2 separate regions of the Mus musculus genome follow, and region 1 is linked to region 2. Evidence: chromatin contacts called from public Hi-C data. All regions are on one chromosome and are shown on one strand. Each heading gives the region's core, a stretch centred on a gene start, on an enhancer-like site or on the middle of the called end of the contact. The rest is flanking DNA. Distances are from core to core; before and after follow the strand shown.

Region 1 (5,338 bases), core at 1,441-3,940, 220 kb before region 2:
TGGGCCATATTTTCTGGTGGCAGCCTACATAAAAGGACACGGAAGTCTAGCAGGCCCCCAGACTTTAGCATGACTGACACCACATTAGAGGTATGTGACCTTCTTGCTCTAAGCATATGAGACACCGAAGGAGAGCCCTTACACTGCAGCTTGATTGCAATCTGGGAGGCATCTGGCTAAGTCCCCTGGGGCATCGAGGGGGCGCCTGGTAGTGAACCAGACAGATGCTCAGCAAAGACTTGCTGATCAATGGATTCATAAAAATAGTGCTGACAGTGTTCAGGGAGGAGCCTCAGCTCATGAGCAGGCAGGAAGGATAAGACTTCTTTCTAACAACTGCCTGTGCACCTTGAGTACCCCAATGGGGTGGGCGGAGCTTCATCAGCCACACCCTGGGGCAGGGGTGAGCTTGCTGTGGAGCATCACTCTGGCAGTGGTACACCCATTTGCCATCTCAATCTTGGCCCTACTTGATGCCTACCATGATGGCTAATTTTGGTTGTCAACTTTACAGCTGGAATCAGCTAAAACCCAAACAGCTGGGCATACATTCATTGATTGTGTCATTTGAGATGGGATGACCCACCCTAAATCTGGGCCATATTTTCTGGTAGCAGCCTACATAAAAGGACATGGAAGTCTAACAGGTCCCCAGACCTTAGCATGACTGACACCACGTTCGTTAGAGGCACCATTCTGACCTTAAAACCCAGCATGCAGGTCACAACACCTGCCAAAACAGGAACAAAGTTCTAGCCCATAGTTCTGGGATCCAGACAAGTTCCTAGATGGATTAACCTTGCTTTTTGACTTCTGTAGTTTTGCTTCTTGCAGACTGAAGTGTGACAACCAGGATGTGGTTTTTGTGCACAAAAGACAAAGATCTGTAAAGCTCGGGCCTGTGTGATTTGACTAAGTTCCCTGTGCGACTGCAGGCTGGCAATATTGATTTTCTTCTTGGCTTTAAGACTGTCCACGTGGTGGCCTCTGGCGGGATTACCTTGAAACAGAAGAAGGATGTTTTTGCTTGCTTGCTCTCATCCTTGCTGACAAGTTCATCTATCCCATTGCTGAGGCATTCCTTCACTGGTATTATAACCCACGTCTTCAGGATTCCAACGGATACATCCAGCCTTGCGGACTGAACAGCACCAGATCTTGGTCTTTGGGTTGGGTGACAGCTATTGTTGAACTAGCCATTCCTCAGCCTCTAAGCCAGTTGATAAATGCCCTTTTCGTATGTGTGTGTGACCAATAGACAGACAGCTATGTAGATAGATATTCATGTTATCAGTTCTGTTTCTCTATAGAACCTTAGCTAATGTACTTACTGAATATACTGTTCATACCTGAGCTCCCAGGCGGGTGACATCCCTGAGTTCCAGTTCTTTACACAGAGCCTCAAGAGCTTTAATAACTTGTTCAGGGCTACTCTGAACAAGGTTTGGTACCCAAGTCTGCCTACCTCCAAGACAGAGGCTTCTGGAAAGATCTGGCAGATTAGGTCCAGGCCGGGGCTGGGCTGAGTGTTGAGGCCAGAGTTTCCTAGATAGTTCTGAACCAGGACAGAGAAAAGGTACAGAGCTGAAGCCTCAGCCTGTTACTCACTGAAGAGCCCCTTTACCTAGGAGATTGTTCGCATTGCCTGGCCAACTCACAGCTGGGGGGGGGGGGTGGCTCCCTTGCCAGGCCTCATTGCATGTCCATCCGTGAATACCAGCAACCTAGTGGGATGGGCAGGCCATAGCTCTGGTTAGGGCTTGTCTCGTCTATTGTAGAATGAATATCCACAGCGTGTCTGTTGACACTTTTGACTCCCACCCCCAGCTTCAAGAGCAAAAGGCTGGAATAGGTTTGTGTAGACTTATTTTGTTGTCTGAACATCCCCATCCCATTCATGATACATGGGCACCATGTGAGTCACTGAGGATTCCAAAAGAACTAAATGAGAAATGACAGAATTCCTCCCGAGTCCATAGAATGTGGCCTGCCAGTATCTGTGAAGGGAGTGTCATCTAGATTTGGGTTAAGAGGCTCTTTGGAGTGGGGGCTATATATGCTGTGCTCCAAAGATGATTGTTATACAGGTAGAAGCGAGACAGAGAGCTGACACTCATGTACTCCGTAGCTGCGGGGCTTTGGGCTAGCCTCTGCTCTTTTCTGAACTACCATGCTAAGAACCAGATGCAGGATGTGGCTGAAGTCAGGTGCCAACCAACTCCCTGTGCATCTCCATTGTCTACTCTGGACCAGAGGACCAGCAGGACACGACAGGTTAAGTAAGGTGTGTGCATGAGACACATACACCTCTCTTCTTCACCGTCACTCCTGTTCTCTGAAAAAAGCCCACAAAGTCTGGTGACCCTGCCCATATTGGTTCCAGCCTTCCCCTGGTTCCCACAAATCCCTCTACACCTAGCCAACTACCTTGTCTGTTCAGATGCTTGCATACGTGACAGATACCACGTGTGTGACTTCAGAGTCCCTGTTCTGCATCCCAGCCCAGTCTCTTCAAGCTTTACATCCGGGCAGCTGCAGGACCTCATTTCTTCCTGCAGGAGACGCTCAATGGTCACCAGGCAGAGCAAACTCCCCTATTGTTCTCTTGAAAATTGAGTCATCCCAAGGGCCCAGAAACCTTTCTGGAGCTGTCTGCTCCAAGGCCTTTGCCAGACGGCAGCTGGAAGCCGGTTAATATTCATTGAATCTCTCTGGGCGGCTGGGAACGCCTTTTAATTGCCTCGTCTCTGTCTAGCCCTTTATGGAGAAGGAGAATAAGAGGAAAGAACAATCAGTTATCTCGTTACAGATCAGGGCCCAGGAGGGGGCTCTGCTCCTCCATCCCATGGAGAGCAGGACCTCATGGGCTGGGGGAGGGACTGGCCTAAGATGTGAACTCCCTTCACCTTCCTGCCATGGCCCTTTCCAAACATACTGGAGAAGTTTTTCAGAGACATTCGAACTCAAATGGTCAGGATCTTGAGACTGACTGAGTTGGGGATACCTGGGGGACAAAAGAGAGATCAGAAGACACTGACTGTAGCTTCCAAGTCTCTTGCCTCTCATTGCTCCAGGGAGAACAAAGAACTAAGAGCTGGAGTTGAGAGATCATCTTATTGTCCATCCACCCATCTATCCACCCATCCATCAATCTATCCATCCATGCATCCATTCATCCACCCATGCATGCATCCATCCATGCATCCATCAATTCATCCTTGCTTCCATCCATGCATCCATGCATCTATCCATCCATGCATCCATTCATCCACCCATGCATGCATCCATCCATTCATCCTTGCTTCCATCCATGCATCCATGCATCTATCCATCCATGCATCCGTGAACCATTCATCCATCCATGCATCCATCTAATTTCCTACCTATCTGACCATCCATCCAATCACCTATTCTCCATTTCTACCTATTAGACACTCACTCCCTGTATTAGTTAGTTCTACCTGATAGGAACAAGGAAAGAAAAATTTATCTTGGTTAACAGTTTTGGAAATTTTGTTCCATGACGGGGGGGAAACTGTATGGTAGAGCCAAGCAGTCCACCTCCCATGGCTCGGAAGCAGAAGGAAAAGATGACTATACTCAGCTTTTATTCAGGTCAGGATGCCAGGCTTTGAGACGGTACAAGCCACGTTCATGGTACGTCTCCTCCCTCAGTTAATTCTCTCTGGAAACCCCCTCACGGACACACTCAGAGGTGTTCCTCACCAGCCTCCCAGGAGCTTCCAAATCCAGTGGATGAGGAACCTTCATATGCCCCAACCATTCATCCACCTTCTATCTGTCTGCCAGGCTAGGAGGGGAACGGCATGTACCCCAAGCCTATCATAGTTCTCAAGGCAAGTTTCTTTCTGTTATATCACTGAGTCTTTACAACTATTGATTCCTACTCTACAAGGGAGAAACTGAAGCACACAGAGAAGCAAGGGACTTGCTCAAAGACAGCGAGGTTAGGGGGGCTGGGAGATAGCTCAGTAGTTAAGAACACGTACTGTTCTTACAGAGGATCTGGGTTCAGGAAGCTCACAACTGCCTGCATCTCCAGCTACATCCGATGACCTCTCCTGGCCTCTGCAGCACCTGCGCTCATGTGCATACCCCCACCACATGCATACACATAATAAAAAGAAAAGGGCCCAGTGATCCCTGGGTGCAGTTGGGCACAAAGGTCCAGACTATGGGGCACAGGAGAGCTGGAATCTAATCCTGTGTGACAAGGGTCTGTGTCTTCTAGGAAAGAGGGCCTTTTAATTTACACAATAATCCCAGCCCAGAGGACACATTTTCCAATGCCCGAAATGCTGTGGGGTTTTGGTGACCCTGAGCTGACTTTCAGCTGCAGGGCATCTAGGCGAGCCACGGGCAGCAGCCTGGCCCTTGACCGTGGTCACGGGGAGCATCATGGGTATATGCTTTTCTCAGAAGTATAACAAAATATCTGGCAGAAGCAATTTGGGGGCAGGGGGTTCCAGCTCATGGTTTCAGAGGACAGAGTCTATCATGGAGGGAAAACATGGCTCTGGCAGAAGTAGGGCAGACTGTGACACAGCAGCAGAGTGTGAGACACCTGGGAACCCATATCTTCTTGGTCAGCATGTGGTACTGCCAGCTTTTCTCATGGGGCCATTCTGGTGCAATCTTACTGTGGTTTAATTTATGACACTGTTTGGGGGACTCACACACCCCTCTTTGTGTGTTCCTATGTATGCATGCTTTTGTGTCTGTGTGTGTGTCTGTCTGTCTGTGTCTCTCTGTCTCTGTGTCTCTCTGTTGGTGGGATTCGCCGCTGGAGGACCTAGATTTAATAAGGCTTACAAGTTAGGATTTTAGTTGTTGCGCCCAGAGATTGAGTTACCATTGTTCACAAACTAAGTTTGTGTTGCGTTTTCCTTCACGGAGAGGCTCCTCTGGAACCCAGAGAGAAAGGTACAGTGGCAAAGCGTGGGTTTGCCTGATGTGTGCCACAAAGGCCATGGGGGATTTGAAGCATGGGGCTGGCATGGCAGCCACCTGCCAGTGAGAACTTAGCGAGCTGGGTGGAGAGGTTTTGGAGCTTTGAGTCAGTCTCCACAAGATAAGAACTAGCTTGTGAGACCACCGGGGCAGAGAATACCAGGGACAAAGTGTGGAAACTGCCATTCTTTTCAAATATTTCCTGCAACATTTCTGTCTCTGCCTGCCTGCCTGCCTGCCTGCCTGCCTGCCTGCCTGCCTGCCTGTCTACCTGCCTGTCTGTCTGCCTGCCTGCCTGCCTGCCTGTCTGCCTGCCTGCTTGCCTGCCTGTCTGTCTGTCTGTCTGTCTGTGCATGCATGTGCAGGG
Region 2 (4,837 bases), core at 419-2,918:
AAGAGGCAGAGGCAAGTTGGGAAGCTGGGGGTATGCCCCACATAGCAGGCAGTAGCAATGGCCAGGAGATGAGACTGGGCCTTGTGGGTGGTCAGTGAGATGGACAGACCAGGAACTGATGGGATGAGCTAGGAAAACCTGAGCTTCTAGCAGACACAGAAGAAAAGGCAGTGGAGACCGGAAGTGAGGGAAAGGATGGGCAGAGAGGAAGGGGGCTAACACTGGCTGATGTGGAGCCCAAGTGGGCGTCCCACCTGTCTGTCATACATGCCTCAAAGCCCGTGCCCCTTCCTTCCCCAACTCTGTCCCATTCCCAGGTCCCCGGTCTCATCCTAGCGTGAAAGGGAGGATATAGACTTGGCTCTCTTCTCCATCTTTCTTCCAGCCCTCTCAGAAGCCTCATGGCTCTCTCTGGCAAACCAGTGCCTCTTTCCAGCTCTGAGTTGTGGTCTCTCCCAGTCACTCTGTCTCTTGAGTCTCATGTGACTTTCTCAGGCTGCGTGCTGGGGACTGATGCAACCCAGATGAAAAGGCCCTGTGGGAGAAGGGCGTCCTCTGTGGGGCTGTATTACCCTGACATTCCAGGAGGCCTCCAAAAGGGGGGTGGTCACGGCTGGGAATTTTTTCCAGAAGGATCTTGTGGCACTGGTATTGGCTGCTGTCCATCTGAGCCAGAGGGTGGTGTGAAGATCAACAGGGAAGTCACCACATTCTGGCTCAGTTGCGTTCTTTTAATTGTTCAAGCCCTGTCTATTCACCCGTCCATCTGCCCTCTACCTTTTCACTCATTGTGGTAATAAGTAATACACTTGCACAGTAAACAGCCAGTTGTTCACTCAGCCATTCTCTTCGCTCGTATGTCTTTCCTTCAAATGACCTTCTATTCATATACCTGTCATTTGTGTATCTATCTGTTTATGCTTACCCACACATCCATCCAATGATCTAGCCATCCATCATCCATCCATCATGTTACAGTAGTTGGCTAATCCTCTCTAATCTCCCGGGCAGATAGTGAGGAACTCACCCCAATGATCTGGATTCTTGAATGGAAGGCACGTGCGCGCACACACACACACACACACACAGCCTTATATCTAATATGCCTTAAACAGCTCAATGGCTGGGCACTTCCAGACCTCCCAGCGGCTAACCCACTTACCCCTCTGATATTCCTGAATTACTACTTTCTAAAACCTGTGTCCCATCTTGGCCTTCCCAGGTGCAGACCTATCGCCCACCTGGGTTTTGATCCCCGACTCTCACATGCTGGCTGTCTCTCTGTCTTATTTCTCACGCCTGATCCTTCTGCTTCCCCAGCATGGGGTTCTGCCTTTTTCTCTCTCTCCTGTGCCTCTTGGCCAGGAATCCTAAAGTCCTGCTTCTGTCTCACTGCCCAGCCATTATATCAATCAAAGCCAACTGGGACCAGGGACCCTCAGCATCCTACCTGTAGGTGTGTGAATTCCCATTTAATTTTGGGAACCCAGTTAACATAATACAAGCAATAAACCATATTCACAATACTATCATTCATCCATCGATCCATCTACCCATTCATCCATTATCCACCCATCTATCCATTCATCCATCCATCCACCTACCCACCCACCCATCCATCCATCCATCCATCCTCCATCCAACATCCATCTATCCATCCATCCATCCATCCATCCATCCATCCATCATCTTTGTGTTCTCCATCCTTCCAGCAGACCCCTGTCAGTATCCTTCTATACATCTAACCCATCTATCTAATTCTCCTTCCAAGTTCTTGTTACCCACACATATGTTCTCTGTGTATCTACCTATCCCCCTGTCCGCCCATGTGTCATCCATCCAGTTTATTGTCTATCTACTTAGCCATCCCATCAATTCATTTATCCAGCCACCAGAAATCCATTCATGAATCCCATCCATCCATCTATCCATCCACTTCCCTATTAATCTGTCTTTTAGCTTTCCATGTTATTGGTCAGTCTGTCTGTCTGTCTAGCTATCCACCTAGCCACAGCTTTCCCATTCATCCATTGGTGTATCTGTCCAGCCATTCATCGGAAACACCTTCTTAGCTGGATCAGACGGGTCTGGCCCCAGACCAGCAACTTGAAATATAAAAGAGGGGCTGGAGAGATGGCTCAGCGGTTAAGAGCACTGACTGCTCTTCCAGAGGCCCTGAGTTCAATCCCCAGCAACCACATGGTGGCTCACAACCATCTGTAATGGGATCTGATGTCATGTCTGAAGACAGCAACAATGTACTCACACATAAAATAAATAAAAAATCTTAAAAAAAAAAAATATAAAAGAGCCATATGCCAAGGGTAACAAGTCCTTCCGTCTGCCCCACCTACAGGAGGTCCTGGAGCTGGAGAGGACTCTGGGTGGCTACTTGGTGGAGGAGCCCAAGCCTTTGCTCTTTAAGGACAGTTACCACAACCTACGCCTCTCCCTCCATGACATCCCCCATGCCCACTGGAGGAGCAAACTACTGGCCAAGTACCAGGTGAGCCCTGGGTCTGGGGAGGGGCAGCGGGGGAGGGGGGGACCACTGCTCCATCCTTTGTAGTGAAGCCCTGCTTTCCAAGTCTCCTAACCCTGCCCTGTGTTCCCACTTTACCATTCTCCGTGTTCCCAGCAATCTTCAGGCCCAAGCTTAAATTCTAATCCATGAACAGCCACACCTTCATCCCCTTTTGCACCTCCCCCAACACAGCCACACACAGCCATCCCTGCCACACCCCACTTCCAGCCCTTTATACTGCAAGTTGCTGGTCTGGGGCCACACCCATCGGAACAACTGCAAGCGTGCAGACTGATTCTGCTCATCGCTGGCTCTAAAGTCCCTCTGCTTCGTCTTGCAGTGTGTGACACCATTCAGGCCCCACATACTCCAGCTTCTATATTTATGCACATTCAGACTTCTGTCTTCCCCCTCGCACACAGACCCGCTTCTCCACTCTCTCCCAGAAGGGAGACATCAGTGCCATTTAGCCCCAGCTTTCCCTACTGTTTCACAGAGAGACTCCTGCTGCCCCCTGGAGCCCAGCCCTCTGTAAGGCTGGGCCCCACTCACTTCTCCCAGTGCCCCACCCCCCCTGCAACCCTGCCCACCTTTCCTGCAGGAGATTCCCTTCTACCACGTCTGGAATGGCAGCCAGAGAGCCCTGCACTGCACTTTCACCCTGGAGAGGCATAGCCTGGCCTCCACGGAGTTCACCTGTAAGGTCTGCGTGCGGCAGGTCGAAGGGGAAGGCCAGATTTTCCAGCTGCACACAACGTTGGCCGAGGTGAGGCTCAATGATACCCCAGGGAGAGGAACTAGGGGGAGGGCTGGGACTCAGGCACATAAGCACCCCACTCCCCAGCATCTCCAATACAGACCCCTCTCCTTCACCTCCTGAGTCATAGCATGGACCTGGCCACCTAGAGTGGGCAAAAAGTCGCCTACTGAGTACTGTTCACATGACATATATTACCATACGAGGTATCATGCCTATGGGGATAGGGTTATAATGGTCCCCATGTGAAAGATGAGAGTCTCAAGGGCTGGGGCTGTAGCTCACTTGGCAGAGTAGCGTGTACGGTGCCTTTGTCTCCACCACCAATAAAATCAGGTGTGGTGCTATACACCTGTAACCCCTGCACTTGGGATATAGAGGCAGGAGGATCATATCAGAAATCTAAGATTGTCCTCAGCTACATTGTAAATTTGAGACAGCCTGGGCTACGTGAGACCTTATCTTTAAAAATAAAGCCTTAGTGAGAGAGTATCCGTATATTATATATGGCCACCAGGCAAGGCTGGCTTTGAACCTGGTCAAGGTAAGGGCTGACCTGTGGCTCCCAACCACTAAATCCAAACTAAGCTGACCGGTGTAGTAGAAAGCACTCCTCACAGGTCTCAAGCCTACTCTGCCCTAGGCAGGTCACCTGTCTAGAGAGCTCTCGACTGTTCCCCACTTACATCAAAGCTGGTCTGTGTGGGCTGGGCCCTGGCTATGACTCCTGCGGCTTCCTTATCCCAAGGCTAAGTCAGCATATGTCCAAGGCCCATCCCAAGCAAGATCACACCTGACTGACGCGGGACAGAGCAACCCTTGACCTCTGGACTGGGGCTAGGGAGAAGCCAGAGGAGACGAAGATAAGCTAGAGCCCAGTGCATCATGGGTGCTGGGCAAGCACTCTACCGATTAAGCTGCAGCTTCAAGGCTGGTGAGATGGCTCAGTTGTTAAGAGCACTGACTGCTCTTCTGGAGGTCCTGAGTTCAAATCCCAGCAACCACATGATGACTCACGACTATCTGTATAGCTACAGTATACTCATATACATAAAATCAATCAATCAATCAATCAATCAATCTTGGGGGGAGCGGGAAGCCATAGTCTGCCTGCCTGGGTGAATGCCTGTGTAGCGCTGAGGTTATCTCATTCCCATCTCCGCCCTTCCAGACGCCTGCTGGCTCCCTGGATGCTCTCTGCTCTGCCCCGGGCAATGCCATCACCACCCAGCTGGGACCCTATGCCTTCAAGATACCCCTGTCCATCCGCCAAAAGATCTGCAGCAGCCTGGACGCCCCCAACTCCCGGGGCAACGACTGGAGGCTGTTGGCGCAGAAGCTGTCCATGGACCGGTGAGTATCCCAAGCTGCAGTCATCCCCATTGCCCTCACCCTCAGGGTCTGGCACAGCAGTGGGGTGCACATCCCAGCTGACAAAGGCCAGCTCCCAGCTCAGCTTCCCTTGTGCCGTCAGTCCCCAGAGCCCGTGCGAAAATGTCGTGCATGCTGACACACACTGATAATCCCAGCACTGGGGAGACAGAGGAAGCTCCCTG

What was found. A called contact is a pair of places that touch in the nucleus more often than the background predicts.
Region 1: a contact with region 2 is called in a Hi-C map of the N1E-115 cell line, with 6 times the contacts expected there. The contact joins two enhancer-like sites. A contact is called at or near these places in 2 of 15 datasets of contacts at CTCF or cohesin (embryonic stem cells and stem cell-derived epiblast-like cells), 45 of 484 Hi-C or Micro-C datasets (the AML12 cell line, the C2C12 cell line, the HL-1 cell line and 22 more), 6 of 115 datasets of contacts at active chromatin or transcription factors (astrocytes, embryonic stem cells and epiblast stem cells) and 1 of 9 other capture datasets (embryonic stem cells).

The regions. Positions count from the first base shown.
Region 1 is chr10:60,982,648-60,987,985 of GRCm38.p6, reverse strand. No RefSeq gene overlaps it. Among named protein-coding and RNA genes, the nearest start is that of Mir466j, 25 kb to the right of the region's middle. Within about 2 kb of position 2,690, at least 16 of the 459 cell types and tissues checked have an H3K27ac peak or open chromatin away from gene starts, as enhancers often do. A contact at or near this core is called in the N1E-115 cell line, where this site is marked.
Region 2 is chr10:60,766,777-60,771,613 of GRCm38.p6, reverse strand. It overlaps Unc5b (unc-5 netrin receptor B), which reads left to right. Exons shown (of 17, transcript NM_029770.3): 14 at 2,357-2,506; 15 at 3,126-3,290; 16 at 4,453-4,634. Among named protein-coding and RNA genes, the nearest start is that of Slc29a3, 16 kb to the right of the region's middle. Within about 2 kb of position 1,668, at least 7 of the 459 cell types and tissues checked have an H3K27ac peak or open chromatin away from gene starts, as enhancers often do. A contact at or near this core is called in the N1E-115 cell line, where this site is marked.